Linked DNA regions of Mus musculus: all the other regions are linked to region 2. The links are chromatin contacts, called in public Hi-C and promoter capture Hi-C maps. All regions are on one chromosome and are shown on one strand. The core of a region is the stretch at or near the end of the contact, and the rest is flanking DNA. Distances in the headings are between cores, read along the strand shown. Region 1 overlaps Gm30667 (predicted gene, 30667). Region 2 holds the start of Cyp7b1 (cytochrome P450, family 7, subfamily b, polypeptide 1). Region 3 overlaps Gm30667 (predicted gene, 30667).

What was found. Promoter capture Hi-C pulls out the DNA fragments that hold promoters and counts their contacts. A called contact is a pair of places that touch in the nucleus more often than the background predicts.
Region 1: a Hi-C map of forebrain shows a contact between it and region 2, with 3 times the contacts expected there. The contact joins the enhancer-like site here to the promoter of Cyp7b1 in region 2. A contact is called at or near these places in 4 of 39 promoter capture datasets (the 3T3-L1 cell line, hippocampal neurons and liver), 7 of 484 Hi-C or Micro-C datasets (adipose-derived mesenchymal stem cells, forebrain and liver), 3 of 115 datasets of contacts at active chromatin or transcription factors (embryonic stem cells, kidney and liver) and 3 of 9 other capture datasets (adipose tissue, embryonic stem cells and liver).
Region 3: a contact with region 2 is called in a promoter capture Hi-C map of hippocampal neurons, with 3 times the contacts expected there. The contact joins the enhancer-like site here to the promoter of Cyp7b1 in region 2. A contact is called at or near these places in 5 of 39 promoter capture datasets (the 3T3-L1 cell line, the C10 cell line, hippocampal neurons and 1 more) and 2 of 9 other capture datasets (adipose tissue and liver).

What each region holds. Positions count from the first base shown.
Region 1 is chr3:18,451,286-18,455,479 of GRCm38.p6, forward strand. Gm30667 (predicted gene, 30667) reads right to left here. Exons shown (of 6, transcript NR_166207.1): 2 at 2,813-2,911. Among named protein-coding and RNA genes, the nearest start is that of Gm30667, 8.0 kb to the right of the region's middle. Within about 2 kb of position 2,851, at least 16 of the 459 cell types and tissues checked have an H3K27ac peak or open chromatin away from gene starts, as enhancers often do. A contact at or near this core is called in forebrain, where this site is marked.
Region 2 is chr3:18,240,648-18,244,993 of GRCm38.p6, forward strand. Cyp7b1 (cytochrome P450, family 7, subfamily b, polypeptide 1) reads right to left here and starts at 2,691. Exons shown (of 6, transcript NM_007825.4): 1 at 2,441-2,691. The coding sequence starts at 2,556.
Region 3 is chr3:18,420,685-18,424,643 of GRCm38.p6, forward strand. All of the region lies in intron 2 of Gm30667 (predicted gene, 30667), which reads right to left. Among named protein-coding and RNA genes, the nearest start is that of Gm30667, 39 kb to the right of the region's middle. Within about 2 kb of position 1,402, at least 8 of the 459 cell types and tissues checked have an H3K27ac peak or open chromatin away from gene starts, as enhancers often do. A contact at or near this core is called in hippocampal neurons, where this site is marked.

The DNA.
Region 1 (4,194 bases), core at 1,601-4,100, 210 kb after region 2:
AAGATTTCAAAGCATCTAATGAAGACTGGGAATTTTTACCTTTATGCCTTTATAGAATTGCAATAAGCCATATATGACATCCAATCTTACTGTTGCCCATCATATGAAATGTTCCAAACTTATTGAGTACCTAAAATTACCTGACTTTCTTAGTGTTTTGCTTTGTAGTATACTGTCTGTGATGGTTTAAAAATAAATGATGCTAATATGCTCAGAAAGTTGAGCAGTTAAAATGCCTGGTTGATGGCACTCTTGGGGTCATGAAAACTTTTAGGTCATAGAAACTCAATAGAGAAAATACATCACTGGGACAGGGCTATGAGACTGCAGCCTCAATTCACTCCCAGTTCATTTCCTCTGTCTTGTATTTGTGGTTGGAAATGAATTCTGTACCCCTACTTCTATCTTGCGCGCGCTCGACTGGCCAGGAAGAACGACGCTGCAACAGGATCCTTCTGCACACGTTTATTGGGAGAGCTTGATTGTAGAGGCGAAAAGACTTCGAGCCCAGAACTGGTGCTGCTTTTATAGGCCTAGGAGGGGCGTGTCTCACACCCGGATTGGTTATGCACTAAGCCTCATTTGCATGTTCCTCATCTGATTGGCTACTCTCTCTCAGTACCTTACAGAACCTCATTATCATACCTCATTTGCATGTCTCACATCTGATTGGTTATACTCTCAGTACCTTACAGAACCTCATTATCATGCCTGGGCCAGGCAGTGTCTTTGCAAAAAACTTTACTGCATATGTACACATTGGTTGTTTGTCCAATCTTATGCGTGGTGGCCAGCAGTAGTCAGTGCCACTCTGCAACGGCACATGTGGCTTCCCACACTTCTAGGCTTCCCCACCATGTCTGTCTCCCTACCTGTAACTGTAGGCCACATTAACCTCTTTCTTCTGAGTCATTTTTGGTCATAGAATTTTATCACAGCAATAAAACGTAGCTAGTGTAAAAGTTGTTTCCAGAACTGGAATTGCTGCTGTGAAAAATCCCACTGCTGTGTTGTGCTTTGGAGGAATGTAGAAGACTTTGGAACTTTGGCTAGAAAAGTAGTTGAATGCTGCAATCAAAACTTAATGAGTCATTCCCATAGGAGCCTGGAAGACAGTGTTACTGAAAGGAGTGCAGATTGTGGAGCCCTGAATCATATGGTTCCAGAAAGAACCAAGAGATTAAAAGCAGCTGGCCAGAAGTCATTCCTGGATGCTTCATTTACGAAAACTGGCTGTCATTTATATGACAGGAAATTTGAAGCTAGAGTTGGCTCTTCCTGGGTCTCTACCTCTCATAATTCTCAGTCTTTGCTTCCTCACTTCAATCCAGAGTGATCAAAGGACAGATTGTCAAAGAGGTCTTTCCTTGCTTTCTCTAGACATGCAGCTCCCTATAGATTCCAGGCTGTTTACTGTTGTTTTATAGGATAACTTTATAGAACTTAAAATGTTTGACATTATGGAGTAAACTGCTCCTGTTTCTCTCACTGGAATAGAACTCCATAGGGGCAGGAATTTTTATAGGATTCACTTTTGCCAAGAAGAGAGATTGTATTTCACAAGTATTTATTGGATGAATGTGCGTGTTCTAAATTCACAAAAGTTATTAACTTTGGTTAACAAAGGACTTGTTGTGCTTGGTATGGAAGAGCGCTAAGTAGAAATTGAAGAAATATTCTGCTTACCAATGTTGAGGTCCTGCACTTTTCTTGGTAGGCATTTTCAACACATGTTTTGAGGTCTTTTTTGAATGCAGAGTACAGACATAACTAACTGCCTGGCCTGGTGTCACACACTTTAATCTAAGCAGTTAGGAGACAGAGGCAGGAGGATCTCTGTGAGTCCAAGGCCAGCATGGTCAACATAGTGAGTTTTAGAACAACAAGGGCTATGAAGAGAGACACTGTCTCAAAAATCAACAACAAAAATAAATTTAAAAAAACAATAAACATTCAGCAAAGATTAGAATTTAAGTAAATTTCAAACAACTCTCTATAAAAGTTAATCTCAGTCATCACAATCTAAGGCAAAATTGTAACTTTTATAAATTTGAAGCCTCTGTAATGGACTTTGTATGGTATAAGGAATGGCCTGTACAGATTTATGAGTACATACCCCAATTGCACCAGCCCACCCTCTACTACCCCATGGTTTTGACACAATCTGTAGTCATGCATCATAATTGAAAGTGAGTATTTTTACGATAGAAACTGTACCTGGCAAATAAAGAAGCAGGTTTGTTCTCAGTTTAATTAAGTGAGTCTGGGCAGCCTTTTTGCAATATGGAGATTAACTGTCAGATTTATGTTAATATGATCTCAGAGAATGAAATGTCTATAAAAAGTTCCTCCCCTCACCCCTCACTTGAGCATTCACATTGTCTGGCTGCAGTTCCCTAAAGCTGGTAGTACCTTATGAAACCAGCAGCAGGTCAGTTCTGCAGAAGCAAGGCATGTAACACATTAGACTTATTAAAGACATTCAGACAAATAAGTTGAAATCATAGCTATTGTACAGAGGGAAAACTGTCACAATGGTCGACTTTGCCGCATCTCAGCAGAATCATTCAATGCCAAGCTCTCCTTTATCTGATTAACAGAGGATTACACAGCTCTTCTGAACACCCTCCCCATAATACAAAGAGCCTTTCATTCCTCTAAATACCCCCCTTTTTTGCATGTGAAAAAAGTGCCACCCATTTTTTTTTTAATTTTGTGATTTAAGAAAAAAATGTAGTTTAAATCATGAATCCTGTTGTGGGGACTGAGTTAATTAAAAACATGATGTATACATACAGCTGATCCTACTCACCCTAATGAAGAACATTAATTCTAGAGCATGTGTGGCTGTAGTCACATTGCTACAAATTACTGGACTCTTTCCTTTATCCGTTTCCAAGAAAGTCTCCCCCTGTTAGTTAGGAAAAAAGAAAAATATGACGCCTTAGTTCTAGGCAGCATAAATTACACACATCAATCAGAGGAAGCTTAAATTAAAATACACATTTGGCAAACAAATATGAATATGTTGATCTCATCTGTGAATAAAAATGATTTACTGGCTGTGTTGACCCCCCGCTGCTCAACATGAAGGTCACTGTGAGCAGCTTCTTTCTCATTGAGAAATGTTTTCGTATCTTTTAAAGATCCAATTTTATATATGCCCTAATGCTCAATCTAGTGATTCATATGTAGAGAGATTGATTTATCTTATAAAAAAATTACAGGCTCGTTTATATTTATGTAATCCAGAACAGATAGCTAAATTAAAATGTTGAAAAAAAAAACACTAGTAGTTTATAGTTCCTGGACTGAAGATTCTCCAATGTGTTTATGATTTTTCTAATCTAGCAGAACACTATTTGTGAAATGGAATGGTACACCTTTCCGATATTGAGTAATCATAAATCAGTCTATTCTTATCACCTACAGCATGCATGATAGGGGCTGGGGCCCCTGGGAGGTACCCATTACAGGCCAAAGCTTAAGGAGAGATGATCCTGGGTCTCAGTGTAGCTTGCCATTTCTCACAAATACCTGTAGGTGAAACAGGCAGGTTCATCACTACCTTGCAGAAGCAAGGCATGTAACACATTAGACTTATTAAAGACATTCAGACAAATAAGTTGAAATCATAGCTATTGTACAGAGGGAAAACTGTCACAATGGTCGACTTTGCCGCATCTCAGCAGAATCATTCAATGCCAAGCTCTCCTTTATCTGATTAACAGAGGATTACACAGCTCTTCTGAACATCCTCCCCATAATACAAAGAGCCTTTCATTCCTCTAAATACCCCCCTTTTTTGCATGTGAAAAAAGTGAAAAAAGGTAGTGATCAACCTGAACCAAAGCATATTTTATGTTATAACATTAATTTTGAATATGCATGTCATATTTTCTTCCGGAGGCTTCATCATTATAACCATGATGCAGTATCTTGATACCTGCTCTTATTAGTTAGGCTCAATCTCAATACTGCACATCCTCATGAGTATACAAAAGGACAAATGACTAAACTAATTTAAAAGTGTGGACTACACATACACCTTGCAAGTTAAAGATGAACAGTCACCAAAGAAACCTGATAAATTATAAATGTTTAGGTCTCCTTCAACCAAAGTCAAACTTAGTGGTTTTGAAATGGGAAATGGGTCTTCATTCTTGGGGCAATTCCAATGGTCTTCAGAACAAA
Region 2 (4,346 bases), core at 1,441-3,940:
CACTCTATAGACCAGGCTGGCATTAAATTCACAGAGATTGGCCTGCCTCTGCCTCTGCCTCTGCCTCGCCTCCTGGGTGCTGGAATTAAAGACATTCAACGCCACTGTCCAGCCAGAAACTCTTAAATACAAAGTAAAATAGTAAAATAATTGCAGTAGATATGAAAGGGTCTGAAGTTCTACAAAGATTATAAGAAAAGGCTGAGGGTGTGGCTCAGTGGTAGAGTTTTTGCCTAGAACACACAGGGTGCTGTGGTCAATTCCAACTCTGGGGGTGGGCAGAAATAACTAAAAAGAAAACAAATTAGTAAAGAAGCTTTCAGAGATAACTCCATCAAAAGTTTATAGAAGTTGGATTTTTTTTTCTTTTTCAATGAACCTTTTGTTGTGGAAGTAGTTCAATGATAGAGTAAAGCCCTGGGTTTGACCCTCAGCAGCACTCTCCTCTGTTTCTTTCTCTCTCTCTCTCTCTCTCTCTCTCTCTCTCTCTCTCTCTCTCACACACACACACACACACACACACACACACACACACATTCAAAGTGGGGAGTAGAGTGAGAGACAGACAGACAAACACAGAAACAGAGTGAAAGACAGAGGAGAAATTAAAAATAGTGAAGCTTTATTTTCTTTATCCAACTAATGTAATCAAAATGAATTGTAATATCGACATCAGTAGTATGTAAGAGAACTTAATAGATCATTGGTAGTTATATAAATTATGACTGAGGGAGGTTTCACATCTATTACAACTCCAATATCCACACTAATCCAAGTGTGTGTGTGTGTGTGTGTGTGTGTGTGTGTGTGTGTTATTCTCTATGTTCATTTTCAGTGGCACCTAAAGCATACTATAAAGTGAGAAAAGTAAGTTGTAGTAGAGTGTGTTTTCCTGTGATTTATATCTGTGTATTACCAGTCATTCAGGCATATAACATACATAAGGCATTGAGAATATTTTGTTCTAGTCATATTTTCCCATTTACATGTCACATCAGACAGGACTTTCCTACAGTGATAAATTGTCCAGGTACAGAAAACAGAAGCCATTAGTCACATGGGCCTCTCTCATTAGTCACATAGGCCTCTCTGAGCTAGAACATCCTCTTATCTTTCCATAGTGCATGACAGTGTATATCAGCTGCTATGGGATGCAGTTCCCTATAGACCTGTATTGGAGTCTTTCTGGTATGAAGGAATTGACAACTGATGGCATGAACATTTCAGCAAATACTATTTAGTGAACAGAAAAAAACTGGCTTATTCAAAGAGCTTCTTGTGGAAAGCCTACCTTGCCTTTCTACCTCCCCGAGACATTATCCTGAGTTTCACAATCTGACTTGATTACCCTCAATGGTCTAGAATGAACTAGTTAGGTCCATCGATTCCTGCCCTGCATGTAAATGGAGACTGAAACAAATCACCTTCCTGTCTGCAAATCTGGAAGTGCAACTTAACTGGCATGGGGAGAAGCTGGAGCCTGTGTAGAATCACATGAGCTGAAGTTAAAGATCCAATCCCCTCCTGTGCTGAAGACTGCAGAAGAGGGACAGGAAAGCTCTGGAAAGTTCTCTCAAAGCTCAATGTGAGAAAGTGGAAATGCTATTATCTTGAGTATTTTTCAGTTGACATTTCAGAAGTGTGCAGATATGTGTGTGCAGTACAATTGTGTCATTGTCCCTAAAACCAGAGAAGTTATGACGCTCACTGATCCAAGTAAATACTGACAGATATTTAAATTGTAATTACTATTTTCCGCAAATCAATCTGCTTGGTTTACAAAAAACATGAAAACAGTGTAGGAAAAAAATAAGACACTGGTGGGAAAAGAAAATAAATTTGAAGTGAACAATTTTAGTTGTATTTCTCTACATCCATATTTCAAGCAGGATACTTAAGCCCTTCTGAGTTTTGCTGTTGTTACTGTTGTCCTGAGAAAAATAACAGGGCGAAGACATAACTATTATCACCTTTGCTCCTCACGAAAACTTGTGATAGCAAATACTGTTGTTTCTATTTTTTCCTAGTAAGGAAAATCAGGTAAACTGAGGCACAGAGCAGCACCTATATCCTGCACCTGCATTTTCTTAAAACATTTCTCTTTGAGCTAAATGAAATTCAAGAAAATTTTCTTCCTGAAATAGAGGGAACTCTGAGCTGCAACATATCCATGGGCCCACGAAAAGGCCATACTTGATGCTTAATGCAAACCTGAATAGCTACAGCCTGCGTGGTGCAACTCCATTCGGGCCTCTCAACTGTAGCCCGTGTGTGAGTGTGTGGAGGGTGAAAGAAGTCTTTATTAGGACATCCACTGGCTGCAGCAGATGCCAGTGTCCTGCAGCAAGGTTTTCCTGCACCCGCCATCCCTGCCGGACTCGGGTGTCCACGAGGTCGCGTGGCCGCGATCCCACGCATGCGTGGCCAGCCAGGCGCTTACCTGGTGCGCCGGGTAAGGAGGAACAGGGCCGAGAGCAGTAAGGTGGCGGCAAAGAGAAGGCCTAGGAGGGCGAGAGGCCCTGGCGAGGCGGCATCTAGGGTCGTGGCTCCCTGCATCCCGACGAGCTGGCGGCTCTGTAGGGAGCGATGGCTTCTGCACAGTGCCCTCTCTTCTAGACCAGAGGCTGTGGCCTGCCCGCTGCACAGAGCAGAATGTCACAGCGGCCCCCAAAGCTGAACTACAAAGTTAGTGGAGTCCCCTCCCCCCCGCCTCCCCCTGACCCAAGCGTTCCGCCTCGCACCGCCTCCCGCTCCGCTCCGCTCCGGTGACAGGAACCCTGCCAAGGAAGAGGGAAAGGATTAGGATTTCCCCAGATGGAGCCACAGAAGCCTGGGGGTTGGGGGGCGGGGGGGTGTTTTTGAGTCAGTCAGCAGTGAGCTCGCAGAAGAGACCCTGCCTGACTCCCTGCTCTCCCCACCCACTAGCCTTAGAAAGTGGCCCTGTGGCACAGGTCATCCTAAACAGCTGGCAGATACTGCAGTTTGTGCTCCCCATCACCTTCACCACCAGTGTCCACTGTGCTTAGATTGAGGTTGAGGGCATAATATATGCAAAGGTTCACACCAGAGGCAGAAGGCAGGGTCTTAACTGCCGACGCACAGCACAGAAAGAAGCCACAGGTAACACCAAGCTATGACACCAAGTCCACGTCCGTAGTGTACAGCACACTGTACAGGCAGAGAAGGAAGACATTCGAAAAGTATCTTCTCATGGGAGCTGCGGTAATGACTCAGCAGATACACCTGAAACATGAGGACAGGCGCCCTGCCTTAATAGAGAAAGTGAAAGTGGCTGAGGAAGAGAGAGACCTGATGCTAACTTCACAGGAGAGCCCCCATCCTACACACACCTTTTTTCCTGATTACCCATATTCAAGTTGTCTTGTAGACTTAGTTGATAAATATTTACGCATCTAATTAAATCCTACTCCAAAACCTCTATCTTATGCACTGGACAGGATACAGTTCCCACCCTCACCTATCCCCGAACAGTTACTGCTAACAACTTCAAATCTGGTCTCTGTGCCACTTACCATTTCACACAGATCTGTTTTTACCCTGTCTCAGTCTCAGAAAGAAAGTGATGAATACTCCATGTGCAATGAGAAGTGTTAACACCAAAGGCTTGCGGAAGAGACCACTGACCTGCATAAAATAAAGCAAGCTGTTTTTATTTGTTTTCATGGGCTCCTTCCTCCTAAGGTTGGGATCCAAGAGGTCAGCATTGGACATATGGAAGACAAGGTTTTTATACCCAGTGGTAGGGGGTTTCTGAATGGGAGTTACTGAGCAGAATATAACAAGATGGTCATAGCAAGATAGCTTTTGAAAGAAAGGCATGACTGCCATTTTCTGGAAGAAGCAGTGCAGAGCCATTTGTAGTTAAGGTTGCAGGTTACACATAGCCCAATTCTTAGGAAATAGACATTGAATCATAAAGAAATAAACTCAGCTGGTCTTTACTATAAGATGGCATTCTTAAGTGTAAGCCATGGATGATATGTGGTTTGTTGGATCTGTAAAAAAACAAAAAAACAAAAAAAAAAAAAATAAGGGCTGGTGAGATGGCTCAGTGGGTAAGAGCACCCGACTGCTCTTCAGAAGGTCCAGAGTTCAAATCCCAGCAACCACATGGTGGCTCACAACCACCCATAATGAGATCTGATGCCCTCTTCTGGTGCGTCTGAAGACAGCTACAGTGTACTTACATATAATAAATAAATAAATCTTTAAAAAAAGCATTTAAAAAATAAAATAAAATGTCTTCTTTTCAAAGACTATGAGATGAAGTGAACAGATATTAGTAGTAGATAAAAGAAAAGAAACTAGTTGATATGTGATTGTGG
Region 3 (3,959 bases), core at 152-2,651, 180 kb after region 2:
TATGAAATGCAACTATACCTCCTTTTGCAGACCTTACAAAGCCTTCCATTTAGCTTCTCATTTCTAATATTTTGCTAATTAATAATGAACAAAGCTTCACAAACAGAGTGGCTAGACTGTGAATATGTGTCAATGCCAGAGTTAGAGTCCAGAAGTCTAAAATTAAGATAGTGCCTGAATTGTTACCAGGATCTATCTCAGGCATTGCTTCTATCCCTGGCAGCACTTGGCTTATAGTAACATAACTCCAATTGTCATATGGCACTTTCCCTGTATACTAGTCTGATGTTACTCTCTTTAAAAAGGGAAAGTCCATTAGATTAAAAGTCTATCCAACTGATACTGTATTAATTCAATAAGACCAAGACCTTACTTTTCATCATTAAGTGGGAAGACACAAGTCTACCCATAATGCCAGCAGCAGCCTTAACTATTCAGATACGTGGTTAGAATTTTAAATTCTCATTGAGAATATAAGCCATTCTATCTTGTGAGGAACTATAGAGTATTTTCTCTGTATTAGATTTCTGCTAGAGTTGTGTTGGATTTGTTTTTTTCTGAGGGTTTTTTTTTCCCCAAGATGTGTGAAAAATGTAATTTCTTACAGTCCTACTTCCTATCAGGTAATAACAATGCATTGAGGGTAGTTTATCTAATTTTCTTAATCTGTAAAACTTCAATATGTGTTTTAAAAAAATCAGGTTGGAGAGCCTGCAGTTCTGAGAATGAGGTGTCTCTATTGAAATGTGTATTAACATACAAATTCCTCATGATTTTTAATTTGCTTTAGAAAATATTGATTCATTTCCTCCTAATTCAGTTAATTAAGCATTTGAGATTTTGTTGCTTTTTGATTGGGTTTTTGATTTGGGGTGTTTTGTTTTGTTTTGTTTTGTTTTCTCTACAAGATGGAGCAGTTAGGCATTTGGTATGTGGATTCTAGTCAGTAGAGATGACTCAAGCAACCTAGTTAGCCTTGCTTTGAGTTTGTATTTGGTTTCTAATGTTTTTTTTGTTGTTGTTTTTTTGTTTTTGTTTTATCTATTGAAAACCCAAGTATCTTTTCCCATGATAATTTATTTCACCCCACCATCCATTTTGATATGATGGCATATTCCCAGAAAAACAGTGTGTAGACACTGTGGCCAAGACTACAAGTTTTTTAACTTTGGAGAATCCTAAAATGGGTCTCTTCTAGTTTATCTAACTGTTTAGTCTGAGCTGAATACTGGACTACCTCAGTTGTGGGGATATTGGAGATCATATTCATTTTCCTTGTGGCTCTTTTCAGTGCCTGGAAGAGACTTTCTTTTGGACCACCAGACTCTAACACCTCTTCTGGAATTGATTCCAACCGATGATGAGCTACATCTGGCCTGTGAAATGAAAATAGCAAAGCCTTTGATTGAGTCCAAGTTAAGTGGATCTACATCATCTGCTCAGTCAACTTTTGCCAAGATAGATGATGCTGTGTCAGTGTTCTGCAATTTCAGAGGTGGATTTCCCCTCTTTAAAAACAAAGTCTTTCCTTTATATAAGCGGGGGATGGGGGGAGGGCACTGTATGTGAAATGCATTTGGCTCCTTTGTATATTTGGAAACAAAACCACTAAAATAACCTTAGCTGAGCTGAGCCTTTTTTCCCCTTTTGTTGGATCCTAGCCATCCTAGTTCTTATCGGGTAGCACAAGGGGCACTGGCTAAGGAAGCTTTGCAGATGTGAGTCAGTTCTGTTCATCTTACTATCTAAAGGGCTGACACAGGAAGGATGCTGTGAGACATGAGAAAGTCAGTAAATTCCAGGAACTGCCAGTGTTCCTCTCACCTAAAACTGGAAAATACTCACCCCAGAAGGAACGAAGGAACACAAATGGTCACAGTAAACATAGGAAGAAGGGTGAAAATCTTACTTTTTTTTTTTTTTTTTTTTTTTTTTACAATTTCAGCCTCTTTCCTACATATAAGAACCATAAACGTAGACTAGGAAATGGGCTAAAAGTGGATGTTTTCAAAGCTTGGGAAACCACCTCGCCATGGGAGGCTAGAGCCTACAGAGGAACCTGCAGCTGGCATCACAATGTTTAAAGAACATTACAGCTTATTGGTTCTATGTGAGAAGAGACAAGATTTCTAGTGTGTTGTTTCTTTGCTTGGTTTTCATTGATATTGTTTTTGTGATGTTGAGGAATGGATCCAAGTCCTTTTTAGTAGAGTCAAGTACCTCATCACAGAGGTCCATCTTTTGAACCAGGCTGAAGGTGTTAATATTAAATTTTCCAGTTGGCTAGACTGTCTGTCATGTCCTAGATCAGTGACTCTCAACCTTCTTAATATTATGACTCTTTAATACAGTTCCTCATATTGTGGCAATGCCCAAAATCATAAAATCATTTTGTTCCTACTTTGTAACTATAATTATGCTATTGCTATGAACTGTAATGGAGGTATCTGTGTTTTCCAATGATCTTAGGCAAGCCCTATGAAAGGGCTGTTTGACCTTTCAAAGGGGTGGGTCACAACCCACGAGTTAAAAACCACTACCTTATATTCTCTGGACTCATGATGCAATAAGGTCATAGTTACATTAATTTTCAAGTGTATTATAGTAACTATAAATCCTCCATTTCTGGAATAATCTGTGATACTTATATATCAACGACTAGTGTCAAGGTATTGCTAAGGATTTTACTTACTACGGTAAAGAATCTTACACAGCTCTTTCATAGGCTCTGTTGATGTCTTTCCTTATACATTGTCAATTAATTTTACCATTACTTGAGCCAACCTTTAGAACACTAACTGTCACAAGAACATTTAAGTCTAAATGGCTCCTCTGTGTCTCAGTTGATGATTTAACTCATGTCCCTGTCCTTAGCCCCTCACTGTACTACAAGGAATCCACAACAGATGTAGAAGATCTGAGAAGTCCGTGGGATGAGCAGCAAGATGTACCAGTTAATGAGCCACGGACTGACTTTAAACAAGCCTTAGGAATCAGAAAGAAAGCTTTAAATCATGTAAATTTCATATACAAAAATTCATTCATAAATTGTATATCTATTTTAAAATTAATGAGTAGTTTTAAAATGGAATTGTCATGAAGACTATAATTTCAATGCAGAAAATACATTCTCAGTAGGAGGGTAAATTTGGCATGTTCTTAGAACTCAAATAAAGTACTCAAAGAATGTAAAGTAAGAAAAAAAAATCACCTGGAAATTCAGTATACCGCTCTCATGCCAATCATGGTTTTAGAGTTAAAGAAAGAAAATAACATGATCAAAGTCCATATAATTAAACAGTTAATATTAGTGAAAAGGAACATACCAAAGTCTGTCCAACTGAGGCTTTAGGACTTAAAAAAAAATAGCCTCTAGGGAATGACACTGTGAAAACAGCATGCCTGGTTTGGGGATGAGGAGGCAATGTGATTCTTATTAAACAACTAAATCATGGTAACCACAGACTTATCCTAAGCCCAAGGTAAAAGGAAATGGAGTCTTAGTAAGGAACAGTTTACGATGTAATTTAGGTCTGTAAATATAACAGCAAATATATGAGTATAAGAGAATCCAGGAAATATTCTGTGCATTTGTTACAAATATTATAAGGAGGTACCTTCTAGCTTACCTAAATGTAAGTTAATATAAATGATTAAAATGAGAAAATGTTGCCAAAAAAAGGGGAATGAAAGAACAATTAAACAGATTGTATGAATTATTATAAATAAACATTAACATTAAAGGTAAACATGTACTAAAAAGATATAGCATGAAGCAGGAACATGCTCATTGTACTGAAATGAACCTTTCTCCTTTATCCCCCAATTGTCTTAGTTCTAACTAACATAACGGGAAGTTGATTAATATATGTGTGTGTTACCTGTATTGACTATAAAATGCATGGAACAATAGAGATAAAACGCTTATCACAGAATCATAAAGGTCTGAGTTCAAATCT